3 separate regions of the Zea mays genome follow, and all the other regions are linked to region 3. The links are chromatin contacts, called in public Hi-C maps. All regions are on one chromosome and are shown on one strand. Each heading gives the region's core, a stretch centred on a gene start, on an enhancer-like site or on the middle of the called end of the contact. The rest is flanking DNA. Distances are from core to core; before and after follow the strand shown. Region 1 holds the start of LOC103638373 (G patch domain-containing protein TGH homolog). Region 2 holds the start of LOC100278162. Region 3 holds the start of LOC103638369 (tRNA(adenine(34)) deaminase, chloroplastic).

Evidence for each region. Hi-C and Micro-C count contacts between places; a contact is called where the count stands out from the background.
Region 1: a contact with region 3 is called in a Hi-C map of endosperm, with 4 times the contacts expected there. The contact joins the promoter of LOC103638373 here to the promoter of LOC103638369 in region 3. A contact is called at or near these places in 6 of 25 Hi-C or Micro-C datasets (ear, endosperm, leaf and 2 more).
Region 2: a contact with region 3 is called in a Hi-C map of leaf, with 5 times the contacts expected there. The contact joins the promoter of LOC100278162 here to the promoter of LOC103638369 in region 3. A contact is called at or near these places in 4 of 25 Hi-C or Micro-C datasets (ear, endosperm, leaf and 1 more) and 1 of 3 datasets of contacts at active chromatin or transcription factors (leaf).

The regions. Positions count from the first base shown.
Region 1 is chr9:51,384,646-51,387,746 of Zm-B73-REFERENCE-NAM-5.0, reverse strand. It overlaps LOC103638373 (G patch domain-containing protein TGH homolog), which reads right to left and starts at 1,638. Exons shown (of 16, transcript XM_008661305.4): 1 at 1,297-1,638; 2 at 1-37. The coding sequence starts at 1,434.
Region 2 is chr9:51,026,766-51,030,027 of Zm-B73-REFERENCE-NAM-5.0, reverse strand. LOC100278162 reads left to right here and starts at 1,990. Exons shown (of 3, transcript NM_001407753.1): 1 at 1,990-2,207.
Region 3 is chr9:51,242,422-51,245,575 of Zm-B73-REFERENCE-NAM-5.0, reverse strand. LOC103638369 (tRNA(adenine(34)) deaminase, chloroplastic) reads left to right here and starts at 1,558. Exons shown (of 4, transcript XM_008661302.3): 1 at 1,558-3,154. The coding sequence starts at 1,760.

The sequences.
Region 1 (3,101 bases), core at 389-2,888, 140 kb before region 3:
CACCATGAAATCTTCTTCTTCCTTCTTCATCCCTCACCTATACGCCACATGAAAACAACAATAAAACTTGGAAGTAAATCAAATGCCACATGACTTCAGTTCAAATCTACAATGCACAAGCTCAACAAGTACAAAGAGAAGTAACTCACAAAAGATACAAGTCAATCCATACTATAACTCAGTAGTAAAAATAAATGATATGTTGTAATGAATTCTCATATTCCCTGCAAACATGCAGCATCAACCATTTGTTGATACAAATACAAGATCACAATGGCTACAAAATCACAAATTTTATAATTTTGTGAGTTAGTAGTTTTAGAGGGACACGTCTCGTGCAGTGGTGAGAGCTGTCCCACTAAGTCGTGTGTTGAAAGCAGCCTCTCCGCAATTGTGGGAAGAAGGCTTGCCTCTGTTTATCCCTTTCCCAGACCCCGGAGCCTTCAGCACCAGGTCTATCTTTTTTTCTTTTGAGCCAACATTGCACTATCCAAAGTCCAGACAGATAAATAGCATCCACGTAAGTAACCTAGAAACTAATAGAGAAATAGTTGAGTAAAAAACACATCTGAACTACATGAAAACCCATTCCATTATGAGATCAGCAGTAACTCACAATCAAGGAATTAGTTACTGAAATATGGTTTGACTAACAAGCATACACAAGGATAAACAACAGGATTGACAGTATTCTGCAGGATGATGGAATTAATCATCTCATTTGAGAAGTACTCCGCCCGTCCCAAACTATAAGTGGTTTTGTCTTTTCTAGGTGCATAGCTTTCTATGCACCTAAAACGACTTATAATTTGGGACGGAGGGAGTAGGCAGATATAATTCACAATTTGGACCATTATTCTGTCTCTGAATTTTCCTAGTTGACATATTGCCCAACTAACAAAACTGGGCATAAAGCCGATTGCCCTAAAAAACTCGAACTTGCTTTCACCCCAACCCCAGTGGTACAAGCAGAAAATTAGCACAGCTCTATTTATAATATGTGCCACCAAAGCTAAACATAGCAGCAGACATGTGAGCAAACCCCAAATGGAAGAGTATGTGCAGTCTCTCTTGGTCACAACCAAATGCACCCCAGTTGCTCCACAAACCGTAAACATTAAAAAAACGCAACACCTGTTGCATTGCTACTCACGAAATTGCATGCCCTAGTATATCTCGAATCCATCAATACCAACACCGTAACAGAGCACATATTCTGTCCTACCGCAACGATACAGATACAGGATAGGGAGATTGGGAGGTGGAGAAGAAGAAGGAGGGAGGTGAGAGAAAGACCTCCTGCTTCCAGGCAGGGAGGGCGCGGAGTTGGCCAGCCTCGGCGACGGCCCGGCGCTTGCGGGCGGAGGTGTCCTCCTCTCGCTCGATGGGCGTCCCATAGACGACGAGATCCTCGTCGTCGCTGTCGACCCCCATGGTGGCGGGAAACTGGAGAGGCCAGTGATCAGAAAGCCCTAGCTCGCCGGCGGATTGGCGGCGCCGGTGAGGCGAGAGCGCGATGAGAGAATAGGGTTCCGCAATGTAGAGAGCGAGGTGGTGACAGATGGACGGGAACTGCGATTTGAGTTTTGTGCTGTAGGGCGTTGCAGTTTACGTGAGAATTATGGGTATTTGAATGCAAACAAATAGATATCTATCTATTAACTAATTTATCAAAAATAGCTAGGGGCTTTCGATGTCTCAACTAATTTTAGCCACTAACAATTATCTCTAATGCATTCAAACACCCTCTTACGGGTAGAACAGCTAAATTGATTTTGTTTTCGCATTTTTCTAGCAGGACTAAAACGAAAAACCAACGGTCGAAATATGGCATCGAAATTGTCAGTTATTCGAAAATGATAAATTTTGTTGGTCACTTATTCTCAAATATTATGAATCAAGAACAAGGCAATACAATTGTTAAAGATTAGGGACTTTCGTCCTCCGAAGCATTATTTTATTTTGGATATAATGATCTTCAGACGAAGTCCGTAAAAGACACACTTTCATCATTCATGAGAATAAGAGTACATAAAGATAATAAATGTAATTTATTCATTCATACACATATGTATTTCATAATATACATATGAACATTAACATAATTTATATTACATCGATATCTTCGGTTTGTTCGAAGGTGTTGACGCGAGAGTAGTTACAATCCAGTGTGAACAGTACGGTGATATTGTTCACCTATTTATAGGCATAGGACACAACCCGGGTAAAATTACATTTATAACCCTAATATGCACACATGATCATAACATAAACTACCAGGGATTGACTAGTCTTTTCTTCCTTGACCTCACACCATGTTTTTTAACCTTCGTCATCACTTTAAGCCAAAGTTATTGATCTTCGATGGTAACTTCAGCAATCGTTGGTATAGCTGTCAAATAGTATCTTCATCGGAGGAGAAGACCTCTAACAACTTTCATCATGTATCTTTGTTTATGACGAAGCTCCTGTAATAATCAATATTATACTAAAAACAAATGGTTAGTTGTGTTTTTGAGGACCTTTAGCCGAAGGTCCGAAAAACACCTTCCCTTCGCTAGAATAGCGAATTGTTCTGAATCGTGGGACCCACCGACCAGTGGAGATCTGAGTATATATATAGAGGTTTGCGCTGTGAATATTTTTCGTGTCATCTAGCTATTTTGTGCTATGATTGTCATTTTAGCCTTCTTTTTTTGTGAGCGCAATTATTTTTTGAGCTTCGGTATTTTCTGTGATCATCATCGAAATGGCTGGAGAAAAGCATATTGTAGACCCCACACCTGCTGGTTTTTACGAAGCAATGGAAAAGACCAACATTGAAAAAATCACTAATGAGATGTTGGCTGGGCTATCTAGAGATTCCAGCGACAGTGATAACTTTGATGTGGAGAGTGGAAATGAAGATGCCGAAGAACAGCCGTGGAGGCCAAGCCATGTTGTTTTTGGAAAGTCCAGTGTTAAACAAGGACAGATTGAAGGGATGAAGAAAAAATATTTTCACGATATATCCATTGTCAGGGTTGGAGGAGAAAGCATTGTTTCTCTTCTCGAAGCAGATGAAGTGGTGGTTTTTGAAAGCTTCATGAAGGCTGGGCTTT
Region 2 (3,262 bases), core at 741-3,240, 220 kb after region 3:
GTGGCGGCTGGGCCCTGGTGGGCCGAATTTGGCCGGCCGGTTAAGGCTTCGTCTGTTTTTCTTTTTTTTCTTTTTCATTAGAAATAAACAAATATATTTTAAATATTTCTAAAAATCATAATAATTATACCAAACTTAAAAATACTAATTTTTGGACCAATGTTTACCATATTAATTACTTGGGCTCTTGATATAAAAGAAAATCTACAAAGCAATCATAAATCAAATATGAGCAAACAAAAATTATTCTAAAGGTAAATAAAATCAAACACTTGAAAGAAAAATTCATTACTATATTTACCACTAATATTCTAAATGTATTATTTTTAGTTGATGGTTTTAAGGTGTTACAGTCGGCGACCAAGGAAAGAAAAAGGGAGGGGGCTGGTGTGGTTGCCGAGTGGGGTCGGGCGTCAGCGACTCAGAAAGGGGGAAAAGGGAGGACCGGCGCGGGGAGGCTGCCAGGCGGGGCCTAGTTGTGAGGGTCACCTTCCTCCTCCGGCCACACATGCATGAGAATGGGGAAGGTCTCTGTGATATCTTGGCCCCTGGGATGGTGATATCCTGGCCCAAAGCTTAATAAAATTAATAGTGTATCCATACTAATAAGGTGCATCTTGTTTTTTGGAAGCCTATCTCGAAAGAACCTCCAAATTAAGCGTGTTTGGCTTAGAGCAATTTGGGATGAGTGACCGACCGGTAAGTTTTCTCGGGTGCGCATGACTGAGGACAAAGTGTACACAAAAGACCCGTGTTGGTCTATGGGGACAATATATAATCCTAGAGAGCTGCTAGAAGTAAGTATTGTCGGTCCAGGGATTGGACATTGTGTTGCAAGTGGTATTAGAGCCAACCCTCGCGGTTTCACGGATGTGTGTGGGTTAGGGGTTTGGGTATATGGCGCATGTGGGCCCCGAGTGGTCACATGGCATAACATGTGACGACACTAGACACACAGATGTGGCTAAGAGGGAAGGTTCGTAGATTGGGGTTCCACGAGGACGTCGGTCTTCTAAGGGGGTGGATTGTGATATCCTGGCCCCTGTGATGGTGATATCCTGGCCAAGGCTTAATAGAATTAATAGAGTATCCATACCAATAAGGTGCATCTTCTTTTTTGGAAGCCTATCTCGAAAAAACCTCTAAGTTAAGCATGATTGGTTTAGAGAAATTTGGGATGAGTGATCGACTGAGTAGTTTTCTTGGGTGGGCATGAGTGAGAACAAAATGTGCATAAAAAACATGTGTTGGTCTGTATGGATAATATATGATCCTAGAGAGCTACCAGGAGTAAGTATCGTCGGTCCATGGATTGGACGGGGTGTTAGTATCCGGCGGAAATCCAGCGGTGCTCTAGGGAACGTGGGGTGGTGGCGGTCGACCGAAGGACCCAGGCATGACGGAGCAAGGCTGTCGCCGGTCACCACCGGCAACTACACGACGGAGAAGAGAAAACGGGAGAGAGAGAGAAAAGAAAGTCTGGTGGGTGAGTTTACCTCGAGTGAGGCTCGGTCAGGGCGGAGCTCCGAGCGGCGGTTGCGGACCACGATCAGGGACGGCAGGGTGACCTCGTCGTGGGGAATCCAGGGCGCGAGCGGCTCGACGGTGGGGGCTCCGGCGAGCTCGGGGCGAGGGCAAGGGTAGCTCGGGCGAGTGCGGCTGGGACGAGAGAAGTGAGGCGGGGGGAGAAATGAGTGTGCACAGAGACTTCAAAGGGGTCGGAGCGGTGGTTTCGCGCGGGGCGCGACGTAGGCGCGGGGCATTGGAGACGGTTGTGGGGCTGATGGTCACTGACGGGCGACAGATGCGGACGCGCACGGGCGGAGCCGCTGGTGGGTGGGGCCCGCCGAAGAGAGAGCGAGCAGATGCGCGAGGGAAGGCGACGACAAGCGGGGGCCCAGGGGGTTGAGAGAGAGAGCGGGGTGTGAGGGTGGAAACTGAAACCACAAATTATCGACCTCAAACAACGGCATCTCCGCTATTTCGGCACCTACTCCGGTGGAGTCCACCTCCACTCCTCCAGCGAGTCACCACTGGGCACTGGCCACCGCCACCTCGGCCCCGCTCCTCACGTTGTCATCCGTCCACACTGCACCCGCTCCTCTCCGTCTCCCCAACAGTTTCATTCCTCGAGGGGGATCGCTTGTCGGCGGGGAAGCAAAGCTTAGTTCTTGACGCCCAACCTCCCCGTTGCCTATTCGCCTCAGGTGAGGAAGAAGTGAAAAACCCTCTCTTGTCCAACAATTTCGGGTAACCTTCTCGTGATGTAGAGATGCGGTCTGCTGCTCTGCCTTCTTGCTCTTGAATCTAGATTGGCGGTCCTGGTTGTCCTTCAATGAGGACGCGTTTTTCCGATTGAGATGGATGGAGTGACTTTCGGGCCTGATCTTGGTTTGTAGTTTAATTAGTTACTTGCCGCCGGAAACGCTTCAAGTCCGTACTTATGGTTGTTTTCTGCCATGATTTGTGGTTGATTAGGAATGGTTCGCCATACTATACTATCATACTTGTTTGCTTAGGTAGCCTTAGTTTGCAGAATTAGTCTCAACCGAGATATCTGTTCCAGGGGTCCCTTAATTTAGGTGTTAGGTCTGTCTAGTTGCTTCTTGTCAGAGTATCAGTGCAATCCAGAGACCTATTGGTAGGATCCTCAAACAAGGTTTTTTACTTTGGTTATTTAAAGAATAGCTCCAGACTCTAGCCACTAAAAAGGGCAATGGTTAAGGTTCATATTCTTTTAAGTCCGTTTATATGTTCTCCTGGTCTCCATGATATAAAAAAATACTACATCTCTTGGTTGAACGAATTAAGAGTTTTTCTATCTCTTCTTGTATTATTGGCCAATTGGCATCTCACAATTTCACTGATAGTTTTTCCTATTATAAGTTATGGGATTTCAGTTTCCATGATAAACTTTGGGTTTAATCATCTTTAGCCTTTATTACACTCTTCCAAAATGAAATTTTGTTTTTATTATGTTTGGTCGACTGTGATTTTTGTATTTTTGTTGACATGCAAATTTGGTTCATACATTTTTTGACCCAGTGGCAGGAGCTTTGCCTTTCAATTAGTAGAATGGTCTTGATCAGGTTTATAAGGGAATTAGGCCCGAAAACTGTACAGGCACGCTGTTTGTTTGAAGGAAAACCAGGAAAAAACTCACCACGTCAACCCAGATGACAAACCCTGGCAACTCACATACACATAAAGGACACCCAATGGAGCCCACCAAACGTCATCATTGCCGAGCTTACCACAAGCA
Region 3 (3,154 bases), core at 309-2,808:
CTCGGGGGCTACTGTCGGGGACCATAATTAGGGGTACCCTCAAGACTCCTAATCTCAGCTGGTAACCCCCATCAGCACAAAGCTGCAAAGGCCTGATGGGTACAATTAAGTCAAGGCTCGGTCCACTCAAGGGACACGATCTCGCCTCGCCCGAGCCCAGCCTCGGGCAAGGGCAGCCGACCCCGGAGGATTCACGTCTCGCTCGAGGACCCCCTCAAGCAACGGGCGCACCTTCGGCTCGCCCGAGGCCCAATCTTCGCCAAGAAGCAACCTTGGCCAAGTCGCCACGTCGACCGACCGTATCGCAGGAGCATTTAACGCAAACATTTAATGCAAAGGTGGCCTGACACCTTATCCTAACGCGCGCCCTTCAGTCGACAGAGCCGAAGTGACCGCAGTCACTTCGCCGCTCCACTGACCGGCCTAACAAGAGGACAGCGTCGCCTGCGCCGCTCCGACTGCTATGCCACTCGACAGAGCGAGGCTGACAGCAGCCAAGTCCGACCTCAGGCGCCATAGGAAACTCCACATCGCCCGACCCCAGGGCTCGGACTCGGGCTCAGCCCCGGAAGACGACGAACTCCGCTTCGCCGACCCCAGGGCTCGGACTCGGGCTCAGCCCCGGAAGACGACGAACTCCGCTTCGCCCGACCCCAAGGCTCGGACTCGGGCTCAGCCCCGGAAGACGACGAACTCCGCATCGCCCGACCCCAGGGCTCGGACTCAGCCCTGGCCTCAGCCGACGGTCTCCACCTCGCCCGACCCAGGGGCTCGGACTCGACCTCGGCCTCGGAAGACAGACTCGACCTCGACCTCGGAGGGGCCTCCACCTCGCCCAACCCAGGGCTCGGACCGACCACGTCACAGGAGGCGCCATCATTACCCTACCCCAAGCTAACTCAGGCTACGGGGAACAAGACCGACGTCCCATCTGGCTCGTCCCGGTAAACAAGTAATGATGGCGCCCCGCATGCTCTATGACGACGGCGGCTCTCAGCCCCCTTACGGAAGCAAGGAGACGTCAGCAAGGACTCGACAGCCCCGACAGCTGTCCTTCCGCCAGGCTCCAGCGCTCCTCCGACGGCCACGACACCACACGAATCGGGTGCCAAAACCTCTCCGGCTGCCACGATGGCATGTACTTAGGGCACTAGCTCTCCTCCGCTAGACACGTTAGCACACTGCTACACCCCCCATTGTACACCTGGATCCTTTCCTTACGCCTATAAAAGGAAGGTCCAGGACCCTCTTACGGAGGGTTGGCTGCGCGGGGAAGGACGGGACGGCGCTCACGTAAGCCGCTCGCTCCCTCCCGCGTGGACGCTTGTAACCCCCTACTGTAAGCGCACCCGACCTGGGCGCGGGACAAACACGAAGGCCGCGGGTTTCCCCCTTTACGCCTGTCTCCCTCCGGCTTCCTCCCCCTTCGTGCTCCGTCTCGTGTCGACCTATCTGGGCTGGGGTACGCGGCGACAATTTACTCATCGGTCTAGGGACACCCGGGTTTGAAACGCCGACAGATATAAACGTGATATAACAAAACAACCCAACAGTAGTGATTTGGGCGGACTGTCGAGCTTCAGGCCTTCAACGATCCGACACGAGGCAAATCGACATCCATGAATCCATCCCTGCCATATATTCCCACAGATTTCCAACACGAACACACACTTCCAGCTGCATCCCACCCGAAACGAGGAGCCGGAGCCACAGGCACAAGGCAGCGCCGCCGGCCGCTGCCAATTCTCTTCCCGCTGTCATGTACAGCTCCTACTCCGCCGCGGCCTTTGCGCTGAGGGCCGCGAAGCCATCCTTGCACGCCCATTCCTCCTACTCCTATTTCTACCACCCCCCTCCCCACCTCTGCCATTGCGACGACGCCGACGAGCACCGCCACCATAATAAGGTCGTCCCGCGGAGCCCGTACCTCGCCCCACGCTTCTTGTTCGACGGCTGCCTGCTCCGCCACTCGGCCTACCTGCTTCTTTCCGCGCAGCTCCGGCTCCTGCCGCCGCCGCCGCGCCCGTATGCATCCCGATGCTGCCGCCGGCGAGCACCCATAGGCTGTTGCCGCGACGGCGGTGGTGGGAGACAGCTGGCTGGACAACTCTGTTGTCATGTTGAGGCGCACAAGTGCCGGTGCTGTGGGAGTGGCGCTGGGAGGCCGGATCTTGGGGCGATCCGCCGGCGATTGAAAGCGCCTGAGTGCCGCTGCGGCAGTTCCGGGGATGGGACCTTGCTTGGAGCTGGATGCGTACGGCGGGATGTGCCGAGATTGGTGGGGAGGGCGATGCGGCAGGAGGTGTGGGAGTATGAGGGCGGCCAGTGGCTGTACGGAAGGTCTTCGACGGAATGCCTTGATTCGGAGGAGGAAGAAGAGGATTGCGGTTATGGTCAATTGGAGGTAGGTGGGATGCATTTCAGTAGGAGATGGGAAGATGGTAATGTTGATGATGGGGATGGTCATTGTATGGATTGCTGTCGGAGGAAGGGCATAGAAAACTATTACAGTGGTGAGGATGTGTACAGTAGCCGGCGTAGAGAGAGGAGAGATCTGAATGAGGGCCGTCATAGTTTCAGAGATTCTGACCGGCGCCAGCGAAGTGAGTACTATGATGATGAGGATGATCTTGACTTGGGGCAGCGAAAGCAGGGATGGGAAGGGAGAGATACGAGGAATTTTGTACCCAATGATGCAGTTGACACAAGGAGTGTTGAAACTAGAAGGTACTGTGATGATGGCAGGGAATATAACTGCATAAGAGACAGGAGGAATTTTAACTCTGATGATGTGGCCAATGTCAGGAGGGCTGGTCGGTATGCAGAGGATATAGGAGGATTTGATCGTAGAAGAGAGAGTAGGGATTTTGAGATCGATGATAAGGTTATTGTGAGGAGAGAAGGCAGGCGCCATAGAAATGACCACAGATATGTTTCACGGCACCCAAGAAGAAGTGAAGATACAGATGGAGAGGATGTTTCACTCTTGAGATCACGTCATTGGAATGACAAAGAGATTGGTTACAATGAGCAAGATCTTGCTGACAGAAGGTACTACTCTATGGTGAGATCTCAAAAGTCTGCGGGAGCATCTTCATTGCATGAGGATGATTCAAAGAGGGCTTCAAATTTTAGGAGCACATTTGATGCTAGA